Linked DNA regions of Mus musculus: all the other regions are linked to region 1. A link is a contact called in public Hi-C and promoter capture Hi-C data. All regions are on one chromosome and are shown on one strand. The core of a region is the stretch at or near the end of the contact, and the rest is flanking DNA. Distances in the headings are between cores, read along the strand shown. Region 1 holds the start of Mfap1b (microfibrillar-associated protein 1B). Region 2 holds the start of Shf (Src homology 2 domain containing F). Region 3 holds the start of Lrrc57 (leucine rich repeat containing 57). Region 4 holds the start of Spg11 (SPG11, spatacsin vesicle trafficking associated).

The links. Promoter capture Hi-C pulls out the DNA fragments that hold promoters and counts their contacts. A called contact is a pair of places that touch in the nucleus more often than the background predicts.
Region 2: a promoter capture Hi-C map of pre-B cells shows a contact between it and region 1, with 3 times the contacts expected there. The contact joins the promoter of Shf here to the promoter of Mfap1b in region 1. A contact is called at or near these places in 1 of 39 promoter capture datasets (pre-B cells) and 1 of 115 datasets of contacts at active chromatin or transcription factors (bone marrow-derived macrophages).
Region 3: a promoter capture Hi-C map of liver shows a contact between it and region 1, with 3 times the contacts expected there. The contact joins the promoter of Lrrc57 here to the promoter of Mfap1b in region 1. A contact is called at or near these places in 2 of 39 promoter capture datasets (liver and neutrophils).
Region 4: a contact with region 1 is called in a Hi-C map of B cells, with 8 read pairs. The contact joins the promoter of Spg11 here to the promoter of Mfap1b in region 1. A contact is called at or near these places in 1 of 484 Hi-C or Micro-C datasets (B cells) and 2 of 115 datasets of contacts at active chromatin or transcription factors (bone marrow-derived dendritic cells and bone marrow-derived macrophages).

Annotation. Positions count from the first base shown.
Region 1 is chr2:121,469,299-121,477,298 of GRCm38.p6, reverse strand. It overlaps Mfap1b (microfibrillar-associated protein 1B), which reads left to right and starts at 3,276. Exons shown (of 7, transcript NM_001081975.3): 1 at 3,276-3,465; 2 at 6,983-7,520. The coding sequence starts at 3,387. It also overlaps the pseudogene Gm14018.
Region 2 is chr2:122,365,619-122,373,618 of GRCm38.p6, reverse strand. Shf (Src homology 2 domain containing F) reads left to right here and starts at 4,472. Exons shown (of 7, transcript NM_001374011.1): 1 at 4,472-4,972. The coding sequence starts at 4,487.
Region 3 is chr2:120,604,565-120,612,564 of GRCm38.p6, reverse strand. Lrrc57 (leucine rich repeat containing 57) reads left to right here and starts at 3,207. Exons shown (of 6, transcript NM_001159612.1): 1 at 3,207-3,450; 2 at 3,542-3,647; 3 at 3,754-3,892; 4 at 4,498-4,766; 5 at 6,432-6,617; 6 at 7,307-8,000. The coding sequence starts at 3,564. The coding sequence ends at 7,348. Haus2 (HAUS augmin-like complex, subunit 2) reads right to left here and starts at 3,183. Exons shown (of 6, transcript NM_025475.3): 1 at 3,020-3,183; 2 at 135-227. The coding sequence starts at 3,112.
Region 4 is chr2:122,114,214-122,122,213 of GRCm38.p6, reverse strand. It overlaps Spg11 (SPG11, spatacsin vesicle trafficking associated), which reads left to right and starts at 3,828. Exons shown (of 40, transcript NM_145531.2): 1 at 3,828-4,093; 2 at 7,425-7,606. The coding sequence starts at 3,846. It overlaps Patl2 (protein associated with topoisomerase II homolog 2 (yeast)), which reads left to right. Exons shown (of 18, transcript NM_026251.2): 16 at 336-430; 17 at 906-1,054; 18 at 1,766-2,106. The coding sequence ends at 1,029.

The DNA.
Region 1 (8,000 bases), core at 2,027-4,526:
AGCAGGCTAAACACAAAGTATTTTATTATCAATTTCCTGACTACATTTATTTTGAGAAAGACAAGTGCATTCCAGGGCACATGTGTGGAGGTCAGAGGTCAGCTGTGGTCCTGTCCCACGTGGGTCCTGGAGCCCGAATCCAGACTGTCAGGCTTGGCAGTTTTGTTTTTACAGAGCCATCTCACTGGCTCTTTTAATTTTGAGACAGCCTTGGTAGCCAAGCCGGCCATGAACATACTGCATTTGTCTTCAGACTCCTAAATGTTGGGTTATAGATAAGTGTGAGCCACCTCACTCCACATAATAGGTTTTACAGTTCTCTTTTGCAGTGTTGTGAATACAGGCACTCCTATGCATGCTGAGCAGGTGCTGTGCTTCAGAGCCACACTGCCAGTCCTGTGGTAGTATGTTTACTAAATACTGTATTTAATCCTGTAAACTCATAAGCACCTTGGCTCAGGAACCAGAATGTCAGTATGTTAGATGGCGATATATACTCGCTTTTGTTATTGACAGACGGTGTATTTATCTACTAACAATAAGTATCACATCTTAAGACTCTATATTTCCTAAATAAACGTAGCTATAGTAGCAGACACTTAATGGGTAAACAGTGTAGCTATATAGTAGCATATTTATGTGTACATATATGTTGTGTGCTTTTCAGTCGGCTGCACGGCTCCGTGGGATGATAAAGAAGCGCGAGTCACCTGAGTCAAAGAGGTAAAACAGAAGAGGATGTGCTTAACATCCGCTGGACCGAGAAATGTTGCTGAGGGTTTCAAGTTTGAGACAGGGCTCAGGCCTCAAGCTTCTTACTGTCTTCTCAAGTGTTAGGGTCATGGGCATGTGCCACGTTGCCTGTTGCCTAGCTCACACATTTATTGTTCACAAAGATTGGTGACTCCTTGGAAGTCATGTGAGTCTGAAGGTTCTGGCATTTAGTGTTTGTAGAGGCAGAGGTATCAGGTTGGTAGCATGGGGGTTGTGTTTGGATAGTAAAGAGGACAGAGCCTTTAAAAGTGAACAAATCTGGGCTGGAGCAATGGTTCAGTGGTTAAGAGCAATGGCTGATCTTCCAGATATCCTGAGTTCAATTCCCAGCAACCACACTGTGGCTCACAACCGTCTTCTTTAATGGGATCTGATGCCCTCTTTCGGTGTGTCTGAAGACAGTGTATATATTCATATACACAAAATATATAAACAAGCTACATCTCTCTATGTCACCCTAATAACCTTAGAATCCTACTGCTCTGCTTCCGGAATGAGGGGTGCAGGATCTAAATCAGCACTTACACTGGATCCTGTAATATTGAGCCCAGTCTACTCCTCCAGATCTTCCTTTAAAGAACACCACTGCTTTGCAGCATGGCCTCGTGGGAAAGATCTGTATGTTCATAAATGCGATAAGGAATGGAAGACAAGGGACTGCAGAGATGGCTCAGTGGTTAAGATCTGACTGCTCTTCCAGAGGTCTTGAGTTCAATTCCAGCAATCCCATGGTGGCTCACAGCCATCTGTAACAGGATCCAATGCCGTCTTCCAGTATATCTGAAGAAAGCAACAGTGTACTCACATACATAAAATAAATAAATCTTAAAAACAAAACAAAACAAAACAAAAAAAGGGAATAGAAGACAAATAAGCATAAACGTCAATAGGCAGAACTTGAAAGAAATAACACAGGTGTTGGCATTAGGACCTGTGTTTGATTCCCAGCACCCAAATTAAAAGGCTGGCATTAGAATTCAAGCACAGGTGATGCAAGACAAGTGGAGTTCTGCAGCTCCATGGCCAAACTGACTACCCTGAACACAGAGCCCAGGTCCAACAGACGCTGTCTCAAACACAAGGGAGATGATGCACAGGTTAGGATGCTTGCCACCCAAGCCTAGCATCTTTATCTTACTCCCAGAGCCTCCATAAGGGCCATTTCTCACTATTGTCCTCTGATCATCATATATGGCATGGCTCACCCACCCCAATAATAAGAATTTGGGGTTTTTTGTTTTGTTTTGTTTTTGTTTGTTTGTTTGTTTTGTTTTTTCGAGACAGGGTTTCTCTGTAAAGGGTTTCTCACTTTGTAGACCAGGCTGGCCTCGAACTCAGAAATCTGCCTGTCTCTGCCTCCCCGGTGCTGGGATTAAAGGTGTGAGCCATCACACTCGGCAGAATTTGCTAAAGGTAGACACTTCTGTTTCTCTCAGGTTAACATTTAGTGCATAGTTGTTTACAAACTCTGAGGGGTTCTAACTTGAACTTCTTATTTTTATGTATATCTTTGGGGCTCCCCCCCTTAATTTAGATGGGAGGGTAATGTGGTTATAATCCAATAAACATTTTTAATAATAACAACAACAACAAAAATATTTTTGTCTACTCTGGCCTTCTAAAGCTTTTCTGCTTGTAAGCTTCGTCCTTGTTTGACTCATTGAAAATCCTCACTAAAGTTTGTCAATTTCCTGTCTTCACCAAGCAAGGACACAGGTGAAAAAATTTGATAATTATATTAACAGAACCTTCAAAGTCCTATATAATATTGTACTCCCTCCCAGAATTTTTACTGTGTAGACCGACTAGCCTCAATTACAGAAATCCACCTGCCACGGTCTTTCCAGTGCTAGAATAAGGGCATGTGTGTCCAAATCAACAATTGGCCCCTAAGGGATTCTCCTTTTTTTTTTTTTTTTTTTCTTTTGAAGAGTCTTCTCTTGTTGCCTAAGCTGGCCTACAAAACACGGCAATCCTCTTTCACCTTCCCAAATGCTGGGATTACAGACGTGACCCACGTATCCGGATGAAACACTTTACACTTCTAGCTTTTTATTTTTTATTTGTTTTTTCTTTTTTGTTTTTTCAAAACAGGGTTTCTCTGCGTAGCCCTGGCTGTCCTGAAACTCACTCTGTAAACCAGGCTGTCCTCGAACTCAGAAATCCGCCTGCCTCTGCTTCTTACTGGGATTAAAGGGGTGCACCATCATTTTCGGCCACACTTCTAGCTTTAAACAGTATGCACCAACAGTCTCTCCTAAAATGTAATAAATAAAATCTTTAATCCGAACCTTCCTGGACCTTACCAAAACCAAAAGAAACAACTGTCAGACAGGAGGACCTTCCAGTTCTTGAGCGGTTGAAGACGAGAAAATTGCCTTAGGAAAGCGCACAAATTTCAAGCTAGCCCTTTAAGCGATCAGCGCTCAGCCGCCCTCCAATTACCCACAATCCTCTGTTATGTACTTCCGGTTCCTCTACCTCTGCCGGAAGTTGTTTCTGTCAGTTGCGCAGCTGTGTCCAGCACAGCCTGTGGGACGCGGCGTTCTGCTCCTTGCTCTTCGTTGTTGGGATTGAGTCCGTTTTGGAGAGTCTCCGCGGCAGCCGTCACCATGTCGGTCCCAAGCGCACTCATGAAGCAGCCGCCCATCCAGTCTACGGCTGGGGCCGTCCCAGTTCGAAACGAGAAAGGTACGGGCTCCCCTCCCCTCCGGTTGGCTCTGAACTCTTTCATCCTGAGTATCTCTCAAACCTGCCTTACGCCGACCATGCCAGCTCGGCTGGCCCTTAAAACCTAGCTGCAGTTTCTTCCTGCGTCCCGCCTAAAGTCACAGGTGGCGTAGAGAAAGGGGATAGCGGGATCCACTTGCATCTACCTGATCGATTTAGTGAGGAGATCTCTCTCGAAATATGAAGTAAAGGAGGCTGGAGAGGCAGATCAGCGGTTGAGAGGACGTACTGCTGTACCACAGGGCGCAAGTTCAATTGCCAGCAGTCACTTCAGGTGACTCAACAACAACCTGGGACCCCAAGTCTAGGGAGATCTGACACCTCTGGCTTCTGCCAGTACCTACGCTTGTGCACATATCCACACATAGCATCCTTACAAATGATGATAATAATAATGCTGCATAGATGGCTCAACCGTTAAAGGCCAGGCTCACAGGCAGAACAGTAACAAAAATCAAAATATAAGAAGAAAGTGGGGCTGGCGAGATGGCTCAGTGGTTAAGAGCACCGACTGCTCTTCCCAAGGTCCTGAGTTCAAATTCCAGCAACCACATGGTGGCTCACAACCATCCATAACGAAATCTAATGCCCTCTTCTGGAGTGTCTGAAGACGGCTACAGTGTACTTACATATAATAAATAAATAAAATCTTTAAAAAAAAAAAGAAGAAAGTGAGCTAGAGGCCTATGTTGTGTGTTTCTTTTCACTGTAATTGTTTTGTTTGTTTATTTTTAAGTGTATGAATGCTTTGCTTCCATGCATGGATATGCACCATGTGGGTGCAGTACCCACAGAGGCCAGAGGAGGGCCTGGAGTATCAGACTGTAACAGACTGCCATGCAGATGCTGGAAAATTGATCCAGGACCTCTGTATGAGCAGCAGAGCCTCTTAGCTGCTGAGCCACCTCTTGAGCTCCACCCTGTTTGTGTTATAGAAGAGATCTCCCGATTCAGCACAAGAGCTGGAGGAAAAGGTAGAAGCTGGCTAGTCAGAACGTTAAGTTAGGTCGTAAAGGCTGCCACAGCACCGCAGAGAGAGAAGCTAGGAAGAGAGCTGCCCTTACTGTGCCTGAGGTCAGACCCCGAGCATCCACATAGACACCTTGTGGGGAGAAGAGACGAGTTAGGAACTTTAGGCTTGATGGCTGGGCTAATAATAGCTGAAACAGCAAGCAACAGGTTCAGTGAAAGAACCTGTCTCAAGAAAGTTGTACAAAACAAAGAGAAAAAAAAAAAAGAAAGTTGTAGAAAACACATAAGTGTGGGCATATGCATTTAAGCAGTCAGTAGGCAGAGGCAGACAGCTCTGTGAGTTTCAAACCAGCTTGGTCCTTGCCAGCCAGGTCTGCATAAAGAGACCCTGCCTCTGAAAAATGAACATAAAAAACTAAAAAAAAAAAAAAAAAAAAAAAAAAAGAAGAAGAAAGAAAGAAAGGTATTTGGACTGGCAGATGGGTCTGTGGTTAAGGGCAATTGTTGCTCTTATAGAGGACTATGTGGCCCAGTCATCCATGACTCTAATTCCAGGGGACCTGAACTACTTTTCTGACTTTCTCAAACATCAAGCGATCCTATGTCGAGTCACCCAGGTGGCACTGGTTTGGAAGGTATGAACAGGTCATGAAGAACAGCTGAGGCTTAGCACTGTGAGGGGCCATGGAAGGCCATTGAGGAAAGTGCAGCCTTAGTTGCAGTTAATGGCCCAGGACTAAAGGGGTTATGCAAAGGATTTAAGGCTTGGGACCATGAAGAGAGCCTATGAGAGGCTATTGTTGATACCTAGTTGCAGTGGAAGACCCCAGTGTATTGGAGATGCCGGTGCTATGAGATGATCACCATGAACAGCAACAACAGTGGAGTGGATCAACCTGAGCTTAGAGTGCTACAGAGGGCAGCAGTCCTTTGGAGTAGCCCACAAGGTCTTGTGTAGATCCTAGACATTGGAACAAGAAGCTGTAATGTTGAAGTTGCCTTGGAGGCCCCAAGATAGTTGAGATGCCAGAGCTGTAAGTTATCTGCTGAGAAAAACTAGTAACATAGTGGAAACAGCCCAGGAAAATATAGTTAGTTGTAGTCTCAACAAAGATGATAAAGGAGTTGGAGATCTGAAGACAGCTTTGACATCAGCCTTAGAGATGCACAGTTTGGAGTTTGCCCAGCTGGTTTCATGTCTTGCTTTGGGAATTACAGTTAAGTGGCTGGATAAATCTCCTCAGAGACTTTGAACTTTGGACTTTTAACATCGTTGAGACTGCTGTAGACTATGGGGACTTTAGGAGTTGGGATAAATGTATTTTTATTTTGCTATGTTTAGGCATGGCCCCATAGACTCATTTTGGATAAGCCTATGGGGCCAGGGAGTGGAATGTGATGGTTTGTATATGCTTGGCCCAGGGTGGGGAACTATTTGGAAGTGTGGTCTTGTTGTGCAGGGGTGTCACTGTGGACATGGGCTTTAAGACCCTACTCCTAGCCGTCTGGAATCTAATTTTCCACTAGCAGCCTTCAAATGGAGAAGTTGAACGCTCAGCTCTGACTGCACTGTGCCCGCCTGGATGCTGCCATGCTTGCTCTTGCCTTGATGATAATGGACTGAGCCTCTGACCCTGTGAGCCAGCCCCACTTACATGTTGTCCTCTTAAAACTTGCCGTTGTCCTGGTATCTGTTCACAGCAGTAAAACCCCATCCCAGAGGGGAAAAATTGTGAGTGATAACTTAGTGTTATGATCCCACTTAAATTACTCTTGTTTATCTACTGGGCACTGTTATAAAGAATTTGTTCAAGAAGTGTGTGTTTGTTACTCTTCAATTGCTGTGATAAAACACCATGACCAAGGCAATTTATAAAAGGCAGAGTTTTATTTGGGCTTATGATTCCAGAGGATTGGAGTGCAGGAAGGTAGAGCAAGGCATGGCAGCAGGAAGAGGAAACTGGGGGCTCATATGTTGAAGTGCAACCATGGAGCAGAGAGACAGACAGACAGAGGACACTCAGGCACTACAGTAGGAATCAGTAGGAATGGTGCATGGCTTTGAAACCTCAAAGGTCACCCCTGATGACATGCTTCCTCTAGCAAGGCTGTACTTCCTATCCCTACCCAAAGAGCTGAGACCCACTTGATCAAAGAGCCAAGCCTATGGGGGACATTGTCCTTAAATCCCACTGAGTGTTAAGATGCCATAGCATGAATGTATGGGGGTGGGGGTGGCTTCTGCACTTTGACTATTCACATTCCTCTACCACATTGTTCCCCAAGGTACCTCTTGATGTCCTGGTGTTGGTATTCATAAAACAACTTCTCACACCGTAGACTTTATAAGAAAGCAGTGAGAGGTTGACTGTGTGGTTGGAGAATGGCTGTCATATGCTCCTTAGACTCTTGACAATCAGGAATTAAGGATTCTATCTGCAAAAACCAAGAGGTGGAGGGAGTTAGGGAAGAGGATACTGAAACATACATTATCTTTCTTGACCAGGTGAGATCTCAATGGAAAAGGTGAAGGTGAAACGATATGTGTCCGGAAAGAGACCAGATTATGCCCCTATGGAGTCCTCAGATGAAGAGGATGAAGAATTTCAGTTCATTAAGAAAGCTAAGGAACAAGAAGCAGAGCCTGAGGAACAGGAGGAGGACTCATCCAGTGACCCCCGACTTCGGCGGTTACAGAACCGCATCAGTGAAGATGTGGAAGAGCGATTGGCTCGACACAGAAAGATCGTGGAACCTGAAGTAGTGGGAGAGAGCGACTCAGAAGTAGAAGGGGATGCTTGGCGCCTGGAACGAGAAGACAGCAGTGAGGAAGAGGAGGAAGAGATTGACGATGAAGAAATTGAGCGGCGCCGTGGCATGATGCGTCAGCGAGCACAGGAGAGGAAAAATGAAGAGATGGAAGTCATGGAGGTGGAAGATGAAGGGCGCTCTGGGGAGGAGTCTGAGTCAGAGTCTGAGTATGAGGAGTACACAGACAGTGAGGATGAAATGGAGCCTCGACTTAAGCCTGTCTTCATTCGAAAGTAAGTACCTGCCAGACCTGCTGAGCCAGGCTCAAACTCCCAGAACTCAGTAGGTTCGACCAGCGGGAACTGTTAATTCAAGGCCAGCTTAGGCTACAGAGTTGCTTCAAGAAAGCCTGGACAACTTAAGAAAACCCTCTAATTCTCAAAGAGGAACCAAGAGAGATAATAGTCAAACCAAGGCAGACTCCACATAATTTTGTTCTAGGTCTGACAAAAAAGGCTCTGTATCCCGCATTTCCTGCAGTGGAAGTCTTCCCGATGCTAGGTGCATGCCAGTGTTGCCAGATGCTAGCAGAAAGCCAGAGCTTGTTGCATATCCCCCTTTCAAATTAAGAGGCATGTGTCTGCCTGAAGGTAATGGGCCGGGTGAGGGTGGGGTGCTGGGTACTTGGAGATGTTCTTGTTGTGCGGCCTAAGCTGACCTGACAGTCACTGCGAGGTCTAGGCTGCTCTCTCACTTGTCGTCTCTTGCCTCAG
Region 2 (8,000 bases), core at 3,223-5,722, 900 kb before region 1:
ACTTTCTGGTGTTTTAGGAGATGACAGGAACTTGGAGTTTTGTGCAAGATGTCTCATAATTTAAAACACTGGAAGTTGATTTAATTTTTTTAAACCGCGATTTAACCAAAACTATGCAGGCCAAACAGAAAATGGTACAATGAGGAAGAGAGGTTCTGTGACTAAGAGTGGCCTGGGTTCCATCCTCAGCATTGTGTGGACTACACAATGGTCCACAACCATCCGTAACAAGATCCAACGCCCTCTTCTTGCACACAAGTGGTACATAGACGCACAAGCAAGCAACACACCTACCCATATGTATTTTTTTAAGTTGGTACAAATGGAACTCAGTCTCAGTCTTAATGAATAACAAAGTATATCTGAGAAAGAGAAGAGAAAAGATCGCTGAGGTCAAGTAAAAAGTATAGAGGCACCTCTCAGGAAGGGTCTCTCCCATTGGCCAAGTTGGGAGAATTTGGGCATCAAAGGAATTATGATATAATGATGAGAATAGGTTATATAGCACACAGAGATTTTTTAAAGGTTTTTTTTTTAAATTCATTTACTTGTTGAGAGAGAGAGACAGAGAGAGAGAGGCAGGCAATTACCTACGGAGGCCAGAAGACAGTGTCCGAGGCCCTGGAGCTAGAGTTACACGTAGCTGTGAGCCTCCTGACATGGGTTTTGAGAGTCAAACTCAGTTCTCTTGAAAGAGCAGCAGATGCTCTTAACTGCAGAACCTGAAAAGTGGTGTTTTGTTCTATTTTTAAATGTATATGGGTCTCTCACTTGCATGTATGTCTGTGCCCCATGTGCATGCCTGGTACCTGTCAAGGCCAGAAGAGGGTATGAGGTCCTCTGGAACTAGAGTCACAAAGAGTCAAAAGCTTCTGTGTGGGCACTGGGATCTGAACCCAGGGTCTCTGGAGAGTAGCTGGTGGCCTTAACTACGACACCATCTCTTCAGCCCCTGAAAATAGTAGTAGTAGTAGTAGTAGTAGTAGTAGTAGTAGTAGTAGTAGTTGTTGTTGTTGTTTTGTTTTAATAGGATCTCCCTGTGTAGCTTTGGCTGGTCTGAGGCTCATCCAGGCTGGCTTCAAACTCAGACATCTGCCTGCCTCTGCTTCTAGAATGTTGTGATCAAAGGTACGTGAGAGCTGTCACAGTCAGGTTGAGAAATGGTTTAATGTATCTATTTTACATGGATGTCTATGTGTGCCTGAGTATATGTGCACCATGTGTGTGCAGGAGCCCTCAGAGGCCAGAAGAGAATACCAGATCTCCTGGAACTGGAGTTTATAGGCAGCTGTGAGCTGCCATGTGCTTACTGAGAATTGAATCCAGGTCTTCTGTGAAAGCAACAGGTGTTCTTAGCTGCTGAGCCACCCCTCACCCCTGTGACTACTGTCTGCATACCATGCTGGGCTCCACCTCTATTCCTTTGCTTGGCTCTCTGATGCCTCCTGGATCGGAATGGCACTTTACTCTTCATTTCATCTACCCAAATCTCGAGGGAGTATAGAAAAACTGAGAAATATGACGGCATAGGAAAACAGAAGATTTTCCTCACTCCAGAGTCTGATTGAAGCTTCTAAAAGTTCCTACCACCGAGGCAATAACAGTCTAAGTTCAGTTCCGGGTAGAATTGTGGAAGGAGAGAAGCAACTCTAACCTAGACACACACACACACACACACTTTTTTTTTTATGTTAAAAAATTCCAACAGAAAAGCTGCTCTGCCTGCCTGCCTTTGTATGCTCCTGGTCATTCATAGACATTTTATGCTGAAGTAATAGCAGGCTTAAGTTCTGGATGCATATGGCCTTGGGTAGGCTCTCATTCAGGACCGCTAGCTTTGCTATAGTAGAGTTACCCTACATCCCTGTGTCCTAGTGAGCTACACTTTTACCTTATCAATTATAGCCTTATTGGGGACCCCTAAGGAAGCACCTTGTGGTCTCATTTGGGTCTCTTAGCAACTCTTTGAATGTCATAACTTCAAAACCCTCTAAAATCCTATATATGATTATTGTAAAAAAACAAAACAAAAAAAAAAAACGAAAAAACAGACAAAAACATAAAAAGCAGTGAGCACGACTCTCGAGGAGTCTTCCACAGCCTGGACCCACACTTGGAGACGTCCTGCTTCTTCAGCACTTTAAAGCCTACACTCACGCTTTTGGGTGTATCTTTTCTACTGGAAGCTTCTTTTTCTCTCAGCATTTATCTTTAAGCCTATATTAAAATAACTTTTAAAACTATTTATTTTTATGTGTGCAGGTATTTTTGCCTCTGTGTGTGTGTGCGTGTGTGTGTGCATACGTGTGCATGCACATATACACAAGATTCCACAGAAGCTAGAAGGTATAGGAGCTCCTGGAGCTGGACTTGCCTGCCGTGGGTGCTAGGACCAAAGTCAGTCCTCTGGAAGAGCATTTAAGTGCTCTTAAGTCATCTCTTCAGCTCCCACTTTTTTGGTTTCTGAGAGACACTCCCAAGATGAATTGGAATTCATTAAGGGACTCCTGCTATAGCCTCTGAGAGCTAGATTATAGGCATATCCACTGCATTTAGTGTTTTGTCTCCTGCCTCTGCCTTCAAAATGCTAGGATTGAAGTGGTGTACCACCAGGCTCAGCAATTGCAGGTTTGTTTTTGTTTTGTGAGACAAAAATTCAGGCAGCCCAGGCTGGCCTCAAACTCAACAAGACATTGTCCTTGAACTCCTGATCCTGTGGCTTCAACTTCCCAATTACTAGGATTATGGGTGTATATCATGTGTCAGTCACTGCTTTATTGCTATAAGGAGACATCAAGACCAAGGCAACTTATAGAAGGAAAGAATTCAATGTCGGACTTGCTTATAGTTTCAGAGGGTTAGTCCATTACCTTCATGGCAGAGAGCAGGGTGGCAGGCGGGCGGGCAGGCAGGCATGTTGCTGGAAAAATAAGTAGCTCAGAGCTTTACATCACGATCCACAAGCATCAAGTAGAGAGGAGGTGGGTGGAGACTAGGCCTGTAATGGGCTTTTGAAACCTCAAAGACCACCCTCGGTGACTCCAACAAAGCCACACTTCCTCCAACCAGGCTACACCTCTCAATCCTTAACAAACGTATGGGGACCATTCTCATTCAAACCACCACCACCACCACCATCACCACCACCAGAATCACTTTATATTTTTTAAGCAAATACCAGTAGTGTGGTGGCGCACACCTGCAACCTCAGAACTTGCCTTGGGAAAGCTTGAGCAACAGGATTGCCATGAGTCTGAGCGGAGGCCTGACTGCAAGGTGACTACAGAGCAAGGGCTGTGCTCAGATCGCTCATCACCCTTAATTTGCATGACAACAACCCCTATCACCCTTTCTAAGATAGGACAAGGGCGTGGTCTTGGCCCAGGAGTTGGCAGTCCATTGCCTTTCCCATCCCCTCCCATTGGGTGAGTGAGGAGACCTTCTCCTGTGGGTTAGCTACAATATCCTCAGGAACCTGTCATCTCTATGCTCACCGTTGCATCAGTAGTTAGTATTTTAAACTGTATATTCTGGAATGTAAACCTCTTAGTTTCTCTATTATACCCCATGAAGTGAGGGGAGAAGGAGGGGAGAGGGAGGGGAGGAGGGAGGGGGAGGAAGGGGGAGGAGGGAGAGGGAGAGATGCTGGCCTTCAGGGCTACAATACTTCTGGTGAACCTGCTTCCTTTCTAAGACAAAATTCCAGGCTCTTAGGCATCATCATCGGAGCCCTGAGAAGGTAAGGGGCTGGTGATTGACAACATTAGACCTGTTTCTCGCTTGATTTATTGATCTGTCTGTTTCTATTCTGTCACAGACAGATTGACAAACCCAGGGTGGAGCTTGAGGGATTTCCACAAGAAAGCAGGGCAGCTGTGAGGGCTGCGTGGGCCTGCTGGGGGCCGGTGTAAGCGTGGATGGGGATTGTTTGTGCGAGGGTTGTAAGCATTTGAAGCTGGCGGTTGGGTGTGGAAACATCGGAGCAATGGGTGTCTCTGGAGAACTGATTGCATGCCACGTGAGAAGTTTGCCTGGATAGAAAGGCAACCTAGGTTTGGGTGTGAGTTAAGGGATAGGAAGAGGTAGGCGGTACTCCCAAGGTGAGGGCAGTAATAGGCGCATCTGAAGAGCAGCGTCTTCGAAAATGTTTGGGTCTTTGGGTTTGGGGGAAAGGAATCAGGATGAGCAGGATGTGCCTGGGGACTCATCTTCCCGCGTCTGACACAAACTGGGAGGTGCAAAGAGCAGATGGGACTAGAGAGCGCCCCACAGGAGCACGGGTAACGACATGTGGAGGACTCACCCTCGGCGCAGTTGCTTCCCGCATCCCATCTACTCCTCTCAGAGTCCTCGGGTCCCCGTTAGGCAGCGGGCTCCTCCCCTCGTGTCACTGACGACGAGCCCCGCCCCTCCCGCCGGCGCAGCTCCGCCCCCTCTCGCCCCGCCCCCGCCGCCCGCGGTCTGCTCGCTCAGTTGGGAGGGCCCCATGCTACTGAGCGGAGCTCCTCCTACGGGCTCCGGCCCGGGGCCGAGGGCGCAGGGCAGCGCGGGGGGCGGCCCTGGGGGATCCCGCCGCGGGGCTGGGGGTGCGGGGACCGGCCCGGGAGGGGGCGGCAGCGGTGGAGTCGCAAAGTGGCTGCGGGAGCACCTGGGCTTTCGCGGGGGCGGCGGTGGAGGGGGCGCCAAACCCGCCCCCCCAGAGCCCGACTACCGCCCCCCAGCTCCCTGCCCGGCCGCGCCCCCTGCGCCGCCCCCGGACATCCTGGCCGCCTACCGGCTGCAGCGAGACCGCGACTTCGAGGACCCCTACTCCGGGGGCCCGTCCGCGTCCGCCGCCCTTTCCACCCCTGCGGTCCCTGGCCCCACTCCGCCCCCGCGCCACGGCTCACCCCCGCACCGCCTCATTCGGGTCGAGACCCCCGGCCCCCCAGCACCCCCTCCGGACTCCGGACCCCCTGCCAGCAGCGACAGGGTGAGTGCTGCGCCGGGCGTGGGTGTCCAGGAGGGGTGGTGGTCTGAGGTCTGGAGATTTAGGGAGGGACAAAGGTGGCTTGGCTGGGACTCAGCCTTTCGCAGTCAGTATTTCTAGTTGACATAAGCTTAGTCCCTGACACGGGGGCTCAAATTTTAACCCCTTTGTTAGCTTCTCCACCGACTAATCTGAGTCCCCAAACTCTGCCCTGTTTCCTGTTAGGGCCCGAGGACTAGGGACGACCTCCCTCAATGGCTCTGTCCTCAGCTTTGCAACCCGTCCAACCCTGATCCTGGAACCTTTTTTCTAACGGGCATGGAGAAGCACCCCTCCCTTCCCTTTGCCGGTTTATGGCCTTTGTGCCCTCTCCGGAGCAGCAGCTCCTCTGCCCTTTGATCTCTTGACTCTTCCCTCCACAAAGCTTTTCTCTCCCCCTCCTCTTCCCCTTCTCCTTCCTCCCACCTCCCACCCGGTCCTGGAGTCCAGGCATCTTTGCAGGTCTGAAGCCCAGAAAGGGGCTGAAAACTAAGATTCTTCCGTGAACACAGCGAGCGCTGGCCTTTGCCTTTCCCAGTGGGATTAGGGGGGGGGGGGGACTGTTGTACTCCGGATGCCAAGATGGGCAATGTCCAGCTCTTCCTGAAGAAATTCACCCCTGGGGTACAGGCGCACTCCTTCCAGTGTTCCCCCAAGTATGAGGACACTCGGTGGTCAGGACCTGTTGCCCAGTTAAGGCCGAGTGATGGGGTTCATTCATTATCTCCTCTCTCTAGGCTTTCCTCTTTCTCAGTCCATTCTGAGAGAGACTGGATCTGCAGGCCCTGGAGGAAGACTCCCAATAGTTTGTCTCTCAGGACATCTACCTTCCTTCTTAATTCCAGTTTTATCCTGTCCTGGATGATAAACAGCTGAAAGCCATCCTTAGTCTCCCTGAATGGGAGGTAGGAGCTACCCCAGCTCTGTTGCCTTCCTCATGTCTGAGAACTCATTCCTCCAGGGCTTGCTCATCTCTCCTCAGTAGAGATCTTTATCTGATTAGAGAGCAGTTAATGTCTGAATCCTCAGGTTTCAGAATTGGGCTTTTTCCGCCAAAAGATTGCTGTCCTGGTAGGCTTGCTGGATAAGAGGTGTGTTGGGGTCAGAACAAGAGCCCCAGATGTGTGAATCATTTCCCCCATGGTTCTTGCCATAGAGCATGGCTGACCATGCCGGCTCATCATGCTTAAGCTGAAGAGGGAGGTCCAAGGGCACTTCTCCCAGGCTGCCTGCAGTCTCCTTCCTAATTGCCCTGGTGTTATGGTGAGACGGTGGTATGGCCCTGTCCTCCCCGTGGACCAGTCTCCTCCTCCCTGGCCACTGGCTGTTGGCCCATGGTCTAAGCTGTCCTTGGCTATTTTCCTTCCTGTAGTGGCTTAGAATGACCTAACAGGCTGCCCACCACACTGTGGGCTCCTCCAGGAAAACATCCTTTTTTTTTTTTTTTTTTTTGGTCAGTTCTCTGTCTCCAAAGTGTCTGACCCAGTGTCCTGAAATGGTGCGTATCCATTAACAGGGTGGCTTAAGGGTCAGGGCTTCCCAAGGCATGGCTTTCCTTTCCTTTTTTTCGAAGGAAGGAGCAGTAGCCCTGTGCACAGACCCTCAGACCCCTCCTGCCAAGACTGTCTGGTCTGTGCTTCAGTTGGGTCCGCTCTGACCTGTGGGGGAGGGGATGCTCAAGAGTGTCTGAGTCTCTTGCCAGCCAGCCATGGAGGCAGGAATGAAATCCGACAGGCTCTCCCAGGAGCCACACAATCTGTGCTTTCTTTGGTGTGTGTGATAAAAGGATCCAGGATGTAGCATCTGAGCTGTCCCATGGGCTGACCTAGGCTCCTCGTTATTCAGAAATCAATCAACTCCCAACCATCTAGGAACAGAATTTGAGAGATCCCAGAGTATTCCCCGAGGAAAAGCGAAGCCAGACAAGGTACCTGACTGAGCTCTTAACCCCAAACCCGGGTGGTCAGACACCCGCAGGGCCTACTGAGTGTACAGTGCAGCCTCTGGACCACCACTCCCGCAGAGCTGTGGTTTCTATACTGTGTACCTGCTTCCCCTCTTTTCTGCAGAGCTCCTTGGCTGGCAGAAAGAGGTTCCAGAGCACCCGAGGGGGCAGTGTCCTGAGGTTGGATGGGACTGGTATAAGTGCTCCCCCCACCCGCTGAGCTAGAGATGCCAAGGAGCCATAGGATGAGGGAGGAGGCAAGAGGGAATGGTTATCGGGACAAGGCCCTGAGGTCCTGGGGGTTCTTGAGCCTTTCTGTGCTGGGCTCACTGGCTGCCAGCCCACTCTGAAACCCACTGATATAACTGGCAAAGACTCAGAGTTGACCATCTGGCCAGGCCTGGCAGGGCAGGTGTGGGAACAGCAAGAGTGACACCCTGCAACCGGCAGTTAGGGCCTGGCCAGATGGCCCCCAAAGAACCCCCTCTGGTGCTGGGCCCTGTCCCGCTTCCAGGCTCTGCTCTGGCAGAAGGTCCAGGGTATTGGGCCTCCTCTTCATGCATTCACTGTTCTCTAAGCTTCAACAGGAGAAAGAAACATGATCTAATTAGGGAACAGGGATGAAGCTGTGATTAAATGAAGGCTGAGTTGCCTACCACATCTGCAGTGTGTCCTGTTGGGCCAATATGAAGGCGAGACCTGACATGGGTAATAAAACAGGCACCTCACATTGAAACCAGGTCTCTTATTCTTTGCTCATGGGGGCAACCCTAGGGCTCTTGAGCACCCAGACGCTGTGTGTATTTCTCATTTATATGGGAAAAGGCTCATAGCTCTCAAATTTTTACAGGAATTTATAGCCCCCCAAAATAGTATTTTTTTTTTAAAAAAGATTTCATTAACTATTTTAAACGAGGGGGAGGCTTTGTGTATATGAATGCAGTGCCCTTCAAGACCAGGAGAGGGCGTCAGATCCCCTGGAGCTGTAGTTACAGGAAGTTCTGAGCTACCAAGTGTGGATGCTGGGAACCAAACTCAGATTGTTTT
Region 3 (8,000 bases), core at 1,958-4,457, 860 kb after region 1:
TTTGGTTTAGTTTAAAGTCGGGCATCAAACCCAAGGACTCTTGTAGCTAAGCACCCACATTTTCTCTAAAATACAACCCAGCATACACCACACTTTTTAAATGGAGAAGTAGAAGTGAAAAGTTCATAATTTACCTGGTAGATTTCAGCTTGAATATCTGAGATCTGTTGTAATCTGGAAAAGTTCACAAAGCAAGGAGCCATTTTCTTAGATACATCTAACATCTCCTATGGTAAATAATCAGGGAAAGCATAGAAGTTTCAAAGTTAGCACACCGAGATACAACACAAGGGACTAAAACGATAGTATGTTCACAGCTGCAGCTAACATAAAGAACATATTAAAATCTGTTTTTATTTTTGATGAGGACTCATGCAGCCCAAGCTAGCCTTGAGCTTGCTGTACAGCCAAGGATGTCCTACAACTTCTAACCTTCACACCTCTATTTTCTAAGTGAACAGCATAACACCATGTTTGTGTGTATGTGTGTGTGTGCACAAGACAGACAGACAGACAGACAGACAGATACACACATATGCAGAGAGAGAGAGAGAGGGAGAGAGAATGTTTTGCATATCTGTGTGCTGATATTAAAGGGATGTCCCACCAGTGCCCAGCTGGATTAAATTTTTGATGGTCATAGTGTCACTCTCCATGATCCATCTGTCCTCTGTACTGGCCAGATAGGATAGTTAAAAGGAAATGTGTTGTAAACAACCACCCCTGCATCTTTTAGGTCCTTGGTTGTGTTGCTAATTTCTGCAATTCCTCCTAGGATGTAATACTGTCTTTGATTCACTATTTTTCCTGGTAGAGGCAACTTCGATGTCTTCCATTTGGCCTTTCAAAACATAATAGCCCTCACTCCACAAGTCAGGAAACCAATATGGGAATTCTGCCGACTTCTAAGTATATTTATCCCAAATATACATTCTGGAACTGGGGAAATAACTACAGGATAAGTTTGGGAACTCAATGGACCTAACAGTGAGTTGGACTTCAGCCAAAACTCCATTAATCACCTGACCTCCATAAGCATTTAATTTTTGGGCTCATGCTTCCATAAGTTAAGAGTCTATGAGTCTATGACTATCTTGACAGACAGCATGGTTGCAGACAGAAATAGCATGGGAGAAGAAGCTGAGAACTTACGTGTTGAGAGATAAGCATGAGGCCAAAAGAGCCTCCAAGCCCACGCTCAAAGACAAACATCCTCCACCAAGACCACATTTCCTAATATTTCCCAAACAGGTGAAATCCTTCCATCAAATGGGTACTAGGTATTCAAATATATGAGTCTATAGAGGCCATTTTCACTCAAAGCACTACAGTATACATATGATTAAAATCAGATGCTATAGGAAGGAACATGGACACTAGAAGAAAAGAATGTTTGACCTAATCTATCAACCAAAGTAGAGAAACAGGACTGGAAAGAAAGCTGGCTTGGCATTTAAGAGCATTTGTTGTTCTTGCAGAGGACCCAGGTTCAATTCCCAGCAACCACATGGGGGCTTACTCCAGTTCCATGGGGATCCAATGCTTTCTTCTGACCTCCATGGGCAACAGGCATGCACATGATACACATACATTCATATATATATAATAATCATTTACAAAATAAATATATCTTAAAAAAAAAAAGAGTAGAGAACCACTCAAACCATGCCTGTATGTAAACAATTCCTTCCTTTAGAGCTCAGGCTATAACCTGGGACCTTTGTAGTGTTCTGCTTTCAATCTTGATGCTATATCTCTCTATATTCTGTGTTATTCCTTCCCTCAGAATAAAGCTGTTTTCAATTCTTTAGATAAGAGGCCAGGAACCTAAATCTTTCTAGCCCAGACCCCAATAGTAACATAGATTGGGTTAGACTAGCTAGCCAGCAAGCCCCACCTGTATCTGGCCCCTAGCTCTAGGACACGCACCATCACATACTGCTTTTACTTGGGCGTTAGGGATCTAAATTCAGCCCTCCATATGGTTGACACGAGAGACTTGGGAGTCTTAGGAGCTGGAAGCAGGAAGATGGCTCAGTGTTCAAGGCTAGCCTAGGATAGAGTGAGGACACCTCTCCATTAAAAAAAAGGAAACACCTAAAAAGACTAAAAAATCTTCCAGTATCTCTCAGCAAGCTGGAAGAATTAGATCCCATTACCCTCTCCTCTTTGCCATATCATCTTATAAAGTGAGTTAACAGCCAGGCATGGCGGTACACACCTGTAATGCCAGGGATAGTGAGTTACAGACCATCTAGGGCTACACAGCAAGACTCGGTCTCTAAATAAATAGTGCTAAAATAATAAGGGTGAACTGTGATGGCATTACGCTGTGAAAGATTTTGGCCTTTTCTTGGAGGCCCAGCATTGCTTCATACATCACCTGGTTGCTATGAGAACAAAGTTAAGCCCCCAGCCCACAGGAACAAGGTCCGGATGCCCTTTGGCTGACATGTAATCTTACTGTTAATGTTTGAATGACCCAATCCCATACCTTTGTTAAAATTCCTCGCATCCCTATCCCTTTTTCTTTTACAAAAACCCCTAGCTCTGGAGACTCGGGGTCGACTCCCCTGCCTCCTGTGTGAGGTACGTGTCGGCCCAGAGCTCTGCCAATAAAGCCTCGTGTGTATTGCAACAAGAAGGATTCTTGTGTGTTCGTGGGTGCACCCTATCCCTGGACTAGAGTAGGAGTCCCCATATCGGGGGTCCTACAGAAGAACTGTATTAAAGGGTCGCAGCCTTAGGAACACTTGTTCTAGAGGTAGTGTCACTGGAAGAAAAAAAAAGTGGAGCGCTGTTCCATCTCCCACAAACCGTCCTGGGATAACCCGCAGGCACTCAAAACAGAGTGCTCAGTCACTCAGTGCACCAGCCACTCAGTCCCTCACACTCGAAGAACCCACGGGAGTATGGTCACAGTCCTCAGCTGGCTCACTCACGCCCGCATAACCAGGACCACCACCTCACAGCAGAATTCTGTCGCCACCTTGATGACGCCATCGCCGCCCCCACGTACCTTAGTGACTATGCCCGAAGCTACCAAGTGGTTTAGCAGTAACCCAGCTGCAGTCTGCGAGGACGCTGGGTCCCACGGGTTGGCGGCCGCCATGGCTTCCGCACACCTCTGGAACTGGCGCGAGGAGTGAGGGGCAACACCGCGAACAGGCGCGCGGTTTGATGATGTCACAGGGCGTTCCTGCCCGGGCGGAAGCCCTGGGAGCGCGTCTCAGGCGAGCGCGGGTCCCCGGTGTTCCCTGGCGGAGTCTTCTTTGCACTGAGCGGTAGGAGGCGAGTCTCAAGCTCCCTGTTCCGGCAGCAGCTATCGGAGGCTCCCTGGCCCTTAGCTCTGCTGCCAAAGCATCAGGACCTTGTGGTAGCGCTGCCTGCTCGCCTGTTTTCTCCTTGCCACTCTTGGGCTGGCCCCAGGGAAGTAGGGATAGGCAGAAGGTGACAATTGGGACAGGAGACCCAAACGGGAGATTTAGCGACGACTGTATGTCTAGACTAGGCGGTGACAGCTATGCTTCTTTTCCTGCAGGGAACTGAGCCGTGGCGCTAGGATGGGTAACAGTGCTCTCCGTGCTCATGTGGAAACAGCGCAGAAAACTGGTGTCTTTCAGCTTAAAGACCGTGGTCTGACCGAGGTGAGACCTGAGGGGACCGGACCAAGAAACTAAAAGGGCTAGGGTTGGCGGGGTGGCGAAGACTATTGGTGCAGGATTTTTCCAAACTGTGAGCTCCTTTCTCCAGTTCCCCTCAGAGTTGCAGAAGCTGACAAGCAATCTTAGGACCATCGATTTATCCAACAACAAGATTGACAGCCTACCGCCTCTGATAATAGGAAAGTTCACTCTGCTAAAGAGCCTCTCCCTCAACAACAACAAACTGAGTATGGAATTTGTGTCTGGGCAGCTTTTGCTAGTAATCAGCAGTTATGAAGGGTGTTTTTCCTGTTAGATGATTTTTGTTATGAAATCATTTTAGGGGATGCAGAATGTTAGAGTATTGAAGCTTTAATCTCTTGTAATTAAATATAAAAGCCTCTTTGGGTGGTATAATGATTATTACTAGGTTAATTTGGACCTGGAAGACCTTTGGGAATCGATATAAACAGTTATCTAATTTCGGGGCAGGGTGGAATGGGAGGATCTTTTAAACTCCCTCAGATCGTTTTTAGAATACAGCTAAGCAAAAGGAACCCCTTACACACATACACAATTTTCTGCATTTTGATGGCTTCTTAACCTCCCAAACAGTTTGTGAAACCTAAACATGACCTGTGAGAATTCTATGTAAGAAGCCAGACCTGGTGACTTAGACCTACAGTAGCCCCAGCTACTCAGAGGTTGAGGCAGAAAGATCTTAATTTCAAGGCTATCCTAGACAACTTAATGAGATCCTGTCTCAAAAACAAGATGAAGCAGGCTACCATACTGTCTTTTTATAAATGTCATTAATTCTATCGGATTTGTTTTTTAATTTCTTCTTCACCAGCTGTTCTACCTGATGAATTATGCAATCTGAAAAAACTAGAGACACTAAGTCTCAACAACAATCACCTGAGAGAGCTACCATCTACCTTTGGGCAGTTGTCTGCCCTGAAGACGCTGAGCCTCTCTGGGAATCAGCTGGGAGCATTACCCCCCCAGCTTTGTTGCCTGAGACATCTAGATGTAGTAGATCTCTCTAAAAACCAGATTCGGAGTATACCTGACACAGTTGGGGAGCTGCAGGCCATCGAACTCAATCTCAACCAGAACCAGGTCCATACTTTGTGTTGTTTTGCCCCTCTCCCCAGTGTATGTTTGCATTTATGGTCTTCTGATTTCTTGTTCCTTAAACGATAATCATGGAGTTGGAAATTAGAAGCTAAAAGATATATAAGGTGAACTTACTCCAATGCCCAGAATCATGGAGTGGGTTGATAGTGGCTGTGTAATTGTGTTGAAAGTGTTTTGAGGAAGGAGTAACAGGGTGAGATAATTACACACACACACACACAAAATTAAACCTATCGAAGGTTTTACAGATATTTTCTTTTCACACCCATTATTTAGTGAGGAGCCGTGTCAGGGGTGATATAGTGTAGGAATGAGACCTGTACCCATAGGATCTGAGAGTCAGACGTTAGAAATTGTTGAGAAATCCATGTGATAGCTGTTCTGGAGCTACGTTATAATTGGACGACTTTACATGTGAAATGTTTTGAAGCTCCTTGGTTAACATTAGTATGGAGATGGTGCTCTGCTTCAGATATGAGGCACAGTGATGAAACATTTGAGATTCGGTAGCCTTGAGTTTTTAGCATTTATGTATATGTACATTATGCATGTATATTAGCTACTATGTTCATGTTATTACTGTGCTAAATTGTAGTTAGCATAATATTCAGCCTTTGAGGTTGGTTTTGTCTTTTTCCTGAGATTTCTAGGAAAGAACTGTCATTGGTATTCGTTGAATAATTCCACATTCCCTACTACTAGACCAGTTTCTCAGACCTTACTTGGATAACCTGGGGACCTTAAGGTCACCTAAGTGTTTGATTCAGTACGTGAGAAGTCTAAGAATCTGCAGAATCTGCATTTTCTGTAAGTTCCTAGGTGATGGTTTGAGATGCAGGTAGTCAACAGAATTTAGTGACCAGAATTTAGTTTTAGTGAAAACTGTAGATACACAGCTGTATTCGAGATTAGTACACAGGACTGTTGATACAGATTTTGAAGTCACAAGTGAAATGGTTTTAAGAATGATTGTTTTCTAGAAGGTTCTAAATGTTAAATAGGAAGCATTAGGAATTTATTTCTGCTTGAATATAATTATAAAGAAATAAAAAGGGTGGTGGTGATGCATGCCTTTCATCCCAACACTCAGGAGGCAGAGGCAGGGAGATCTCTTAAGTTAGAGGCAAACTTGGTTTACAGAGCAAGTTCAAGGCCAGTGCTTCAGAGAAATTCTGTCTCAAAAAAACAAAAAGAAAGCAAACAACAAAAAATGACACCCCCAAAAAATTTTCAGGAAAAATTCAGAAGTCATGCACTAGAGGGAGCCTCAAGAAATGGGTAGTCCAGGCAGATGCTGCAGTGTGGGAAGCATGACTTTGGCTTCAGCAGAGTGGTAGGTATCAAGATGTTCATGTGGTTGTTTCTGAGTGGCAGCTTGCTGGTAAGCTTTTCCCTTAAACTTACATTATTTCCTACAATAAATACACAGTGCTTTTATTATTGGTTTTTATTTCTGAAAAGCTACTGGTAACCTTCAAATAATTTGGAAGTGGAGGAGTAACAGAAGGTATGTTACAGGCTTCTGTGCGAGTAGGTAGTGAGAAAACGGAGGCGGTAAAAGAAAAACTAGGACACAGTCAAGAGCTGTTTCAGTGTAGTAACGTGGCCATTATGCTCTCTGTCCTCTTACTGTTTGGTTGTTGACAGATCTCTCAGCTCTCTGTGAAGATATCCTGCTGTCCTCGCCTCAAGGTCCTCCGGCTGGAAGAGAACTGCCTTGAGCTCAGCATGCTTCCACAGAGCATCCTCAGTGACTCCCAAATCTGCCTGCTTGCTGTGGAAGGCAATCTCTTTGAAATAAAGAAACTTCGAGAACTAGAGGGTTATGATAAGGTGTGTATTAACATCTTTTACATTTTTAGTGCCTGCTCCAGAGAAAAAACTAATGAGATTAAACTTAAGTGATGTCTACAGTTAGCATTTGACAAGTTTGTTTTGGAGGTAGCTCTAAGACTTGGCCAGACTGTATTGTGCCAAGTGACTTTCTCCACATATTGATTATCGCACTGCATCTTTTGATGTTTCCTAGCCAAAAAAAAGAGGCAAAAATTAATGAATTTAAGTAGATTTTGCCAGGTTTGGAGCAGGGTTTTAATCCTAGCACTTGGGAGGCAGAGGCAGGCAGATCTGAGTCCAAGGCCAGCCCAGGGCTACATAGTGAGATTCTGCCTTGAAAAGGAGTTAGTTTTGTATGAAATTAATCAAGTCAAATTAAAAAGAAAAAAAAAACATAAAAACGTAAGTCAAAAAGTATCCCTGGGGGAGGGGGGGCTGGAGAAATGGCTCAGGAGTTAAGAGCACTGACTGTTCTTTCAGAGGACCAGGATTCAATTCCTAGCCCCCACATGGCAGCTCCCAACTATCCATAACTCCTGTTGCAGGGGATCCAACACCCTCACACAGATATAGATGCAGTCAAAACACCAAACTACGTAAAATAAAAATAAATCATTGAAAAAAAAAGGATTCTTATATTTGTCTACACCAAATGCCATATGTATAATTTTCTTTCATGTTTTTAGTACATGGAGAGGTTCACAGCCACCAAGAAGAAATTTGCATGATATTCTCCAGGATCATGGGACAGACTTGGAACCTCTGTTGAAATCTGACTGAGTCAAAGGCTCCTGATGTTGGATACACTGCAGAGAACATTTTACTTAATGACTTTTTCCTTTTTAGGACTATGTCAGATAAGCTGAAGGAAAGGGATTTAGGAGTAGGAGACAGGAAGAACCCTTCATCTTGAGCCGTGTAGGTCATGGCCAGTGTTGATCTTCAAAACTATCATTAGTTGGGCTCTAAGGAACCTGCTGTTCATGAAGGGAGGAAATGCTGCTTGCCATAGCTGGAGACTTTGAGTTTGCGAACTGTCAGCTTTCATAAAGTCTTTCCCATCACCTCTGTGTTAATACTTCATATTTTTTATGAAATTCTAATTTGTGGGAAACGTATGACTAAGGATGAATGTGTTTGTTCCTGTACACTAACTCAATAGCAGTGTTTACACTTGGAACTTAGGATGTACCTAAATATGTAGCTGTCTTGAAGAGACCTTTGTCAAAGGAGCACCAACACAACAGCCACCGAGAATGTTCCCCAAGGCTGCAGTAGCAAATTTTTTTTTTTTTACTATTGCAGGTGCCTTATTGGTAGAAGGCTCTGAAAGAGCTAAAACTATATGCAAAAATTATACAAAATTTTTGTTTTTAGACA
Region 4 (8,000 bases), core at 2,579-5,078, 640 kb before region 1:
TCAATTTCTAGGGCATTCTCTTGTGTGCTCTTGTGTGCTTAAAGTAGTGCTTCTGAAAGTATGGCCCACAGACCACCTGCAGCAGAGTCCAGGCTCCTCATTCACTAGATGACCCCCATCTTGTCAGCTCTCAGAGAGCGCATGGAAAGTTCAGGGCAGTGGTTCCTTTGGGTGTGGAAGAGCTCTTTGTTTAGCTGTAAAATCTGGCAGCTCTTGTATATTGCTCTCTATCTGTACACACAAGCCTGTCCTTTAAGTTGGAGGAAGACAGCAAAGCCAGGGGAGCCTGTAGAACTGTAGACCTCATTTTGTCTTGAACTGTATTTCGCTCACAGTTTGGGATATCTCTGCTATATGCCTTGCTGAGTCATGGAGAGCAGCTGGTATCCCTGGATCCTTCCCTCCGATCCAGCAGTGACTGTGCAACCTGGTAAGACTGTAAAGGCCTTGTCAATACACGCCAATGCCCTGGTGTGTGGGAGCCCTGGGAAAGAGTTCCTGAAGAATAGATTCGAGTGCTGAATCTTCTCCTGCCCTGCCCTACATAGTGTCCTATGTCGGAATGTTGGTTTCCCACAGGGGACAGGGTCATAGTAATTAAAGAAAATACACTTCGAGTCAGACAGACCTGTCTACTGCAATGTAACTTTGACACACTTCACGTCTTAGTCAGTTTCCTCAGCTGGGAGTAGTACTATCAACTCCTTAGAGTTAAAATCAAATAGGAAGGAGGATGGCTAGGCATCATCAGGTGCATAGCAAATGTACAGACGTTACCTCTCAATCGCTGTCTGCGATGGAATCTATGCCTACAGTGGTGGAAGAGGAATAACAGACTTTGCCTGGACATCAGTTTCCTGCATAAACATAAAGGCTCTGCTAGGCCTCTCTTTTCTGTCCCTTAGGACAGACTTGGTGATTCTGATTGCCTGGGAGATAGCTCAGTTGCCTGCAGCATCCTTGGCGGAGCCTCTAGCCTTCCCCAGGAATCTGCTTCCCTGTTCTGCCATCACATGGACAAGCAATTAGTTCAGCAGCTGGAAGCCAGAATGGAGTAAGTGCTTATATAAACAAAGTCTCACCTTGTCAAGCCCAGTCCAAGTCTGTGCATCAAATCTCCTATAAACTGTGATCATGGAAAATAATGAGCTTTACACCTAGTTCTATGAGCCAAGCATGGTCATACATGCCTTTGGTCTTATCACTTAGGGTCAGAAGTGAGTTCCAAGCCAGCCAAGACTACATAGTGAGATATGAGATTCTGTCTCAAAAACCCCAAACCAAACCAACCAAATAAACAAACAAAGTTCTTGGGTCAGTGAGATGGCTCAGCAGGTAGATTCATATCATGTAATGAGGCAAGTGACTCCTGCAAGTTGTCCTGTGACCTCCAAAGGTTCACTGTGGAGTGTGTGTATGTGTGTGAAAATGTAATACAAAAATCTAAAAGTTGCTCTAGATACTCAGGCATTTACTGAGTAACCCAGTCTGGACTCATTAGGGCCCTGTGGTCTGTTTAGCCACAACTTTGTATTTATTCTCAGTGTTTGGTCACTTGTAGGTGCTATTTCAGAGCCATAGTCTGAAAAGTTGAATAACTAGTTCATTCAAACAACAGTTGAGAGACTATTTCAGGCTATAAGAGAAATAAGAGAACATCTCTGTCCTTAGAACTTACCCACTGTTAGAATGAGCCAAGCATGAATTAAACCATAAATACTTGTAAAATGGAATTGTGTTTGCAGTTAACTCTTGTTCTTTGTAGGCTTGCCTGTATCTACTGATGTATTAGTTAATGTGAGAAGCTGAAATATCAGAAACGGAACTCCATCACCTGTCTACAGTGACAGTTGAGGCCATTTCCTATACTTTGTTATGTTGGAGGACCCTGCCACATTGTCATATCCTTTCTTAAAATCTAGGTGACTTGCCTAAAATTAAGGCATGACTACTTTAGGTATGATTAAAGAAATATCAAATGATATGTTGAAACTTGTTTGTAAGTTTGGAATTACAACGAAGGACATTTTTTTGAATATGTCAAGAATATCCTTCCTAATAAGGGGAAAGGCCTTGTATTTAATAAAAGTCTAATCTGGGATGTTGCTTCCGTGTTGCCAGACTTTATGTAAACCAAACAGTTCAGCTAAGGCTGAGAGATTTGGATATAAGCATCTTCCTTGACATAAGAAAATAACATGGGGACTGGAGAGATGGCTCAGTGGTTAAGGGCACTCAATGCTCTTCCAGAGGTCCTGAGTTTAATTCCCAGCAACCACATGGTGGCTCACAACCACCTTTAATGAGATCCCATGCCCTTTTCTGGTGTGTCTGAAGACAGCTACAGTGTACTCATAAATAAAGTAAATTTAAAAGAAAGAAAGAAAGAAAGAAAGAAAGAAAGAAAGAAAGAAAGAAAGAAAGAAAGAAAGAAAGAAAGAAAGAAAGAAAGAGAAGAACATGGCAGCATTTTGTCAAATGAAGTCCTGCATTCATCAAGAAATACTAAAGTACCTTTTATGAGCCAGGCTGGGATTCAGGCAGGAAGATAACAGTGGTGCACAGGTCTCTGCTATTTCCAGGCTTACATAGAGTTTGGTCAGGAATTGACATAAAATGTTAATTAGTCATAAATACTATGATTTGAGAGTGACTGGAATAGAGAGGGGCTTTAGACTTTAGACTGAGCCAGGAAGGCATGTTAGCAGGTTGCCATTAAGTCAAAATGTTCAGTTTGTAGAAGTGGCTGTGTTAGAAAGACACTGTTAAGTAGGCATGGAGGCATAATCCTGTATTCCTAGAACCTGAAAAGCTGGTGAAGGAGGATCAGGTGTCTAAGGCCACTAGAGAACCTTTATCAAATAAATAGCTTGACCAAATGCCTTTTCAATAGCTCTCTACCTCTTCTCTTCTGTATCAGATTGTACTTTCCTGAGAAAAACAGAAGAAATTGAAAGGTGAACTATTTCACCATCTCTACTCTGTATGCATCCATCTGTTACAAAGGATATCGTTTGACTTCAATCTCCATGTTAACCTTCATGTTTGTAACAGAGTCCTTGGTGGAGGACCACAAAGAATAGATTGTTTGACCTCAAAAGGAGATCTATTGGTCTGAGAAGTTTACACTCCCAAATCCTGAGACTGGGTACCCACGGGTACAAGAAAATTCATCTCGAAGGGTCTGAAAATTAGTTTTTGCAGTCAGGAGGAGGAAGGGCTTGTAGAATTTATTTTATTTTATTTTATTTTATTTTTGGTAAACTGCTCTTCAAAACTTCCTGATGGGGGAAATGAGTCAGATTGATTTTTCAAACTCTGGGATCCCAGGCATCTGATGGAGATAGTTGCTTTCCAAAACTCCATACCACTCCGTAGAGGGGCCGATTTCTCGAAGCCGGGGATGGGGGGAGGGGGTCTGTTGTGAAGCCCTGCTTTTTTTTTTTTTTTTTAAAATGGTAGAGGGTTCTTTATTAGTTCTAGACTTTAAAAGAGTACTTGCTACCAAGAAAAGCGCACTACCAGATGCCTGTTAACCGAGCAGCACAAAAAGTGAAGAGGAGCCAGCAACAGGGTTTCAATGGAGTAAGAAGCACCTGCCTTAGAAATCTTTGGTAGCAAGGACAGCACAAGCAGCTGAAAGGCCCTGGCGTATTATTGAATTGAGCTGAGCAGGGAGGGGCAGGCGTGGTTTTTGCAGGATTCCGTTTAGAGCCGCCTCCACCCCAAGCTGAGCAAATGCCGGGCGCAGGACCGCCTCTCTCGTGAGAGTCACAAGGTCCGAATCACTGCGCAGGTCCGTGACGCATTCGGGCGCCTCTACCGGAAGGACCGCCCAGGCCAAGATGGCTGCCCAGCCAGGGCCCGGAAGTGCTGCCTCCCCCGGCTGTGCCGGGGCCATGGAGCGGGTCCTGCCCATGCTGCTGGTGCGGATCCCAGCTGAGGAGACGGCGCAGCTGGGACCGCGGGCGCAGCTGCACCGAGAGCTGGAGGCCCTGGGGAGCCTGACGGCTGCGGGCAGTCTCCAAGTGCTTTCCTTGGCGCCGGGCAGCAGGGGTGGGAGCAGCTGCTGCCTCCCAGGACCCTTTAGGCAGTAAGTGCTGCGGGACGGCTGCAGGCTGTGGGAGGAGGCTGAAATCTGAGCCGCTCCGGAGGGGAGTCCTGGGCTCGCCTCTCGCCGGCCCCTGGGTTGGTGGGAGAGGATGAACCACTGGGGAGCCTCCTCAGGATCGAGCCCCGTGCCTCTCGGAACCTTTCCCATCCCGAAGTGAAATCCTCACCTTGTTGCAACTCACGGCTCACTTCCTGGGTGGACAGAGAAGATGTCTCACTCCTTGATAGCCCCTGCAAACCCTGGATGGGTCTCAGCACAGGTCCTGTTTCTTTAATTCAATACAGATTGTCACTGAAAGGAGTTCTAAGCCTATCTTTCTCTACCTCCTCCTCCCCCTCTTCACTATGTATCCCTAGGTATTCTAGAACTCGAAATATAGCCTGGAGCCTACAGAGATCGGCCTGTCTCTGCCTGCACTACCAGACAGTCTACTTTGTTTTAAAATGCCAGATAAGGCTTATTTCTAAAGCATTTTTTTTTGTCTCTAAAATAATGTTTTCTTGCAAACACAGCCACCACCACGCCCACTCCAGCCCCTGCTCCTCTTTAAACTTGTCCATTCATTTACACAAGTGCTCTGAGGTCACTGAACGGTATTCCAGCCCTACGTTTTCCATGTTTAAATCACAGTCTCAAGATATAGCCAGATTGGCTTGCAATTCACAATCCTCCTGTTTTACCCCTTCTAATGCTGAGATTACAGGCTTGTATACTCCATACCTGGCATGTCCGCTGTTTCTTAGACATGAGGCTCCCATGGATTGAGAAGGTAGAGAATTACAATATTATATTGCTTTCCACTTTTCATAAAACAGTTTACATCATAAAGTTTAGAAGTCCCCTGAGTATATGCTGACCTTTTTAATAAAGGGAAGTAAGTATTTTAGGATCAATCTATATGAGACTGTATAGCCAACAGGTATCTCACTTTGAGTCTCCAGGCTCTTCAACAGCTCTATAGACACAAGATGAGTTTGCTGAGTCAGCAAGTATTTTAACCCATCTTTTTACCCCCTTGTGATACGGTCTCATGGAGCTCAGGCTGGCCTGGACCCAAGGATGCCTGTGAGTTCCCAACCCTCTTACCTCCTCCTCTCCAATGCTGGAATTATAAGCACGTACTTCCATCCCAGCTTTCTACTGTTCTCATGTCTGGTGTGTGTTGGAGTGCCTGTGTGTTCTTGGTATATAAAGGCAGAAATGGGAACTGTCAGTGTTTCTAATAAGAACCTCATAGCCACCCCATTTAATATAAACTTATTATTGTAGAAAAGCAAAGTTTTTAAAAGAAGTTGAAACTATCAGAGTGGTAGCCTCATCTCTTTTAGTGTTTTCAGAGTTGGGCCATATTGACTGATCTTAAGATAGGTCTTTCTCTGTAGCCCAGACTGGCCCCAAACTCAGTCTTCTTGTCTCAGCCACTAAAGAAAGTGATTGCTATCGAGTCACCAGATCTGGCTCATACATATTAGTGATAGTCTTTTCTTTTTTTAAGATTTATTTATTTTATTACTATGAATACACTGTAGCTGTCTTCAGACACACACTAGAAGAGTGCATCAGACCCTGTTACAGATGGTTGTGAGCCACCATGTGGTTGCTGGGATTTGAACTCAGGACCTTTGGAAGAGCAGTCTGCCCTCTTAACCGCTGAGCCATCTCTCCAACCCAGTGATAGAGTCTTGCTATGTTGCTTAGGGTGTTCAGTTTCTGGGCTCAAGAGACCCTTCCTCGGCCTTCTGAGTAGCTAAGACAATGTTGCTATGCCCAGCTTGGACCTTTTTATTTTAGTTTTTACATGTGTGTGAATGTGTGCATGTATACATGTGGAGGCCTGATATTGATATTGAGTGTCTTCCTAGATTGCTTGCCACAGTAATTTGAATTTTTTATTTATTATTATTAATGTTTGGGTGTGTGTGCACGTGCTCATGAACATGGCACAGCATAAAACTGTGGAGGTCAGAAAACAACTCCATGCGGTTGGTTCTCTGCATCCACCTTGACATGGAGTTCAGAGATCCAACTCAGGTTGCAAAGCACATGCATGTGTCCTTCCCTGATGAACCATTGCTGACCCTCCTCTTCATTTCAGAGTCAGAGTCTCGATCTGAAACCAAGAGCTCACAGGCTTGAGTTGGTCTAGATGGCTAGCTTGTCCCCAGGATCTTTTGTCTCTGACTCCTGAGTGCTAGGATTACAGGCAGCCAGGCCACCAAGCCTGACTGGCTCTCGTGTGGGTTCTGAGTATCCAAGTGCCACTCTCCAGCCTGTGGAGCTAGCTCTTTAGCCCCTAAGCAACTTCTACAGCCCTTAGGTTTATTTTAAAATATAATGTAATATAATTAGTCTCTCTCTGTCCTTGCTAGCCAACTTTGGTGACTATGCTGTCTAGTATGATAGTCATTAGCCAGCCACATGTGGCTAAGCTGGACCGTCTTTACCGTAACAGTTCTTTTTTGCAGTACCCACAGTAGAAGTGCCCTGTAGCCATATCTGCCCACGGATTGTTGGCTGTCTTGAGCAGCACTGAAATAGAACATTTGTATCATCACAAAGTTCTATTAGGGAGGGTTGTTCTGTAACATAGCATTCTGGAGTACTCAAAGACTGCAGATGTAAATAATTAATTTTTAAATCTGAAATAATCCAATTCAGTCAAAGCCCATTTAAAACATTATTTATTTTTTGTTTGTGAGCGTTTGCCTGCAAGTATATATGTGCATCATGTGCATGGTACCAGCAGAGACCAGGAAAGGATGTCAGATCCCCTGGAACTGCAGTTACTGTATTTGTGAACAAGTATTCTCAACCACTTGAGTCACCGCCAGCTGTATAAGCCCATTTTATTGATTATAATAAGTAATATACTTACTTTATAAGGAATAAATTTACAACTGGGTATGGTGGCACATGCCTTTGATCCCAGCACTCAGGAGGAAGAGACAGGTGGATCTCTGTGAGTTTGAGGCCAGCCTGGTCTACATAGCAAGTACCAGGACAGTCAGGCCTACAAAGAATAATTAGGCTTTTAAAAGATGTTTAAAAAGCTGAAGGGAACAGTTTCTTGCCCTGTGTTCACTTCATACCCCCACTCTCAGTGTAGAGGAAAAGAGTGGGAAGAAGTTAGGAGACGGGAAGGGAAGGGAAGGAAGAGAGTTGTGACGGTGTTTTCATTCCCTTAGGCTGGATTGTGGAGTTGGTGCTGTCAGTGAACTAAGCTGTCCTTGTTCTGCCCGTTGGTCCCCACTATTGTGGTTAGTGGGATTGTGGGTATAGAAACACAATAAATCTAAACTTTTTTTCTTAGGTTCCTATGGGAGGAGTCTCAGAACAGCACATCAAGAGACAGGCCCAAGCTGCTTGTTGCCAGAGAAGATTATGAGCTGCTCGTATATGAATTTGACTTGAGAGATGGAAGATGTGACGCAGCCTTATTACACGGCTGTTGTGGGAGGACACTGCAGAAGCTCACTGAAGATCAAGGTGTCAGTAAGTGTCATTTTAGGTCTGGGACTTTTGCTTCCTTTCTTAGACAGTGTGACTGTGTAGCACAGGCCACCCTCAAACATGTGGTCCTCCTCCATCAGTTTCACAAGTGCTGGGATGTCAGGAGTGTGCCACCATGACCAACTATTTGTGAGAAGTTATGAGAAGTTCTCATAGAGGTGAAACCAAAAGGGCGGGCTACACTGCTCAATACTATAGCCACTAGCCAGTTGTTCAGCACTCAGAATGTAGTTAATAGGAATAAAGTTGTACCTTTAATTTTTGCAGGACTGGGAATCAAATCTAGAGTCTCACAAATGCTAGGCAAGCCCTTGGTGACTGAGAAATGTGCTATATATGTCACAGGCAAGTGAGGGGCGATATGCCTATAATCCCA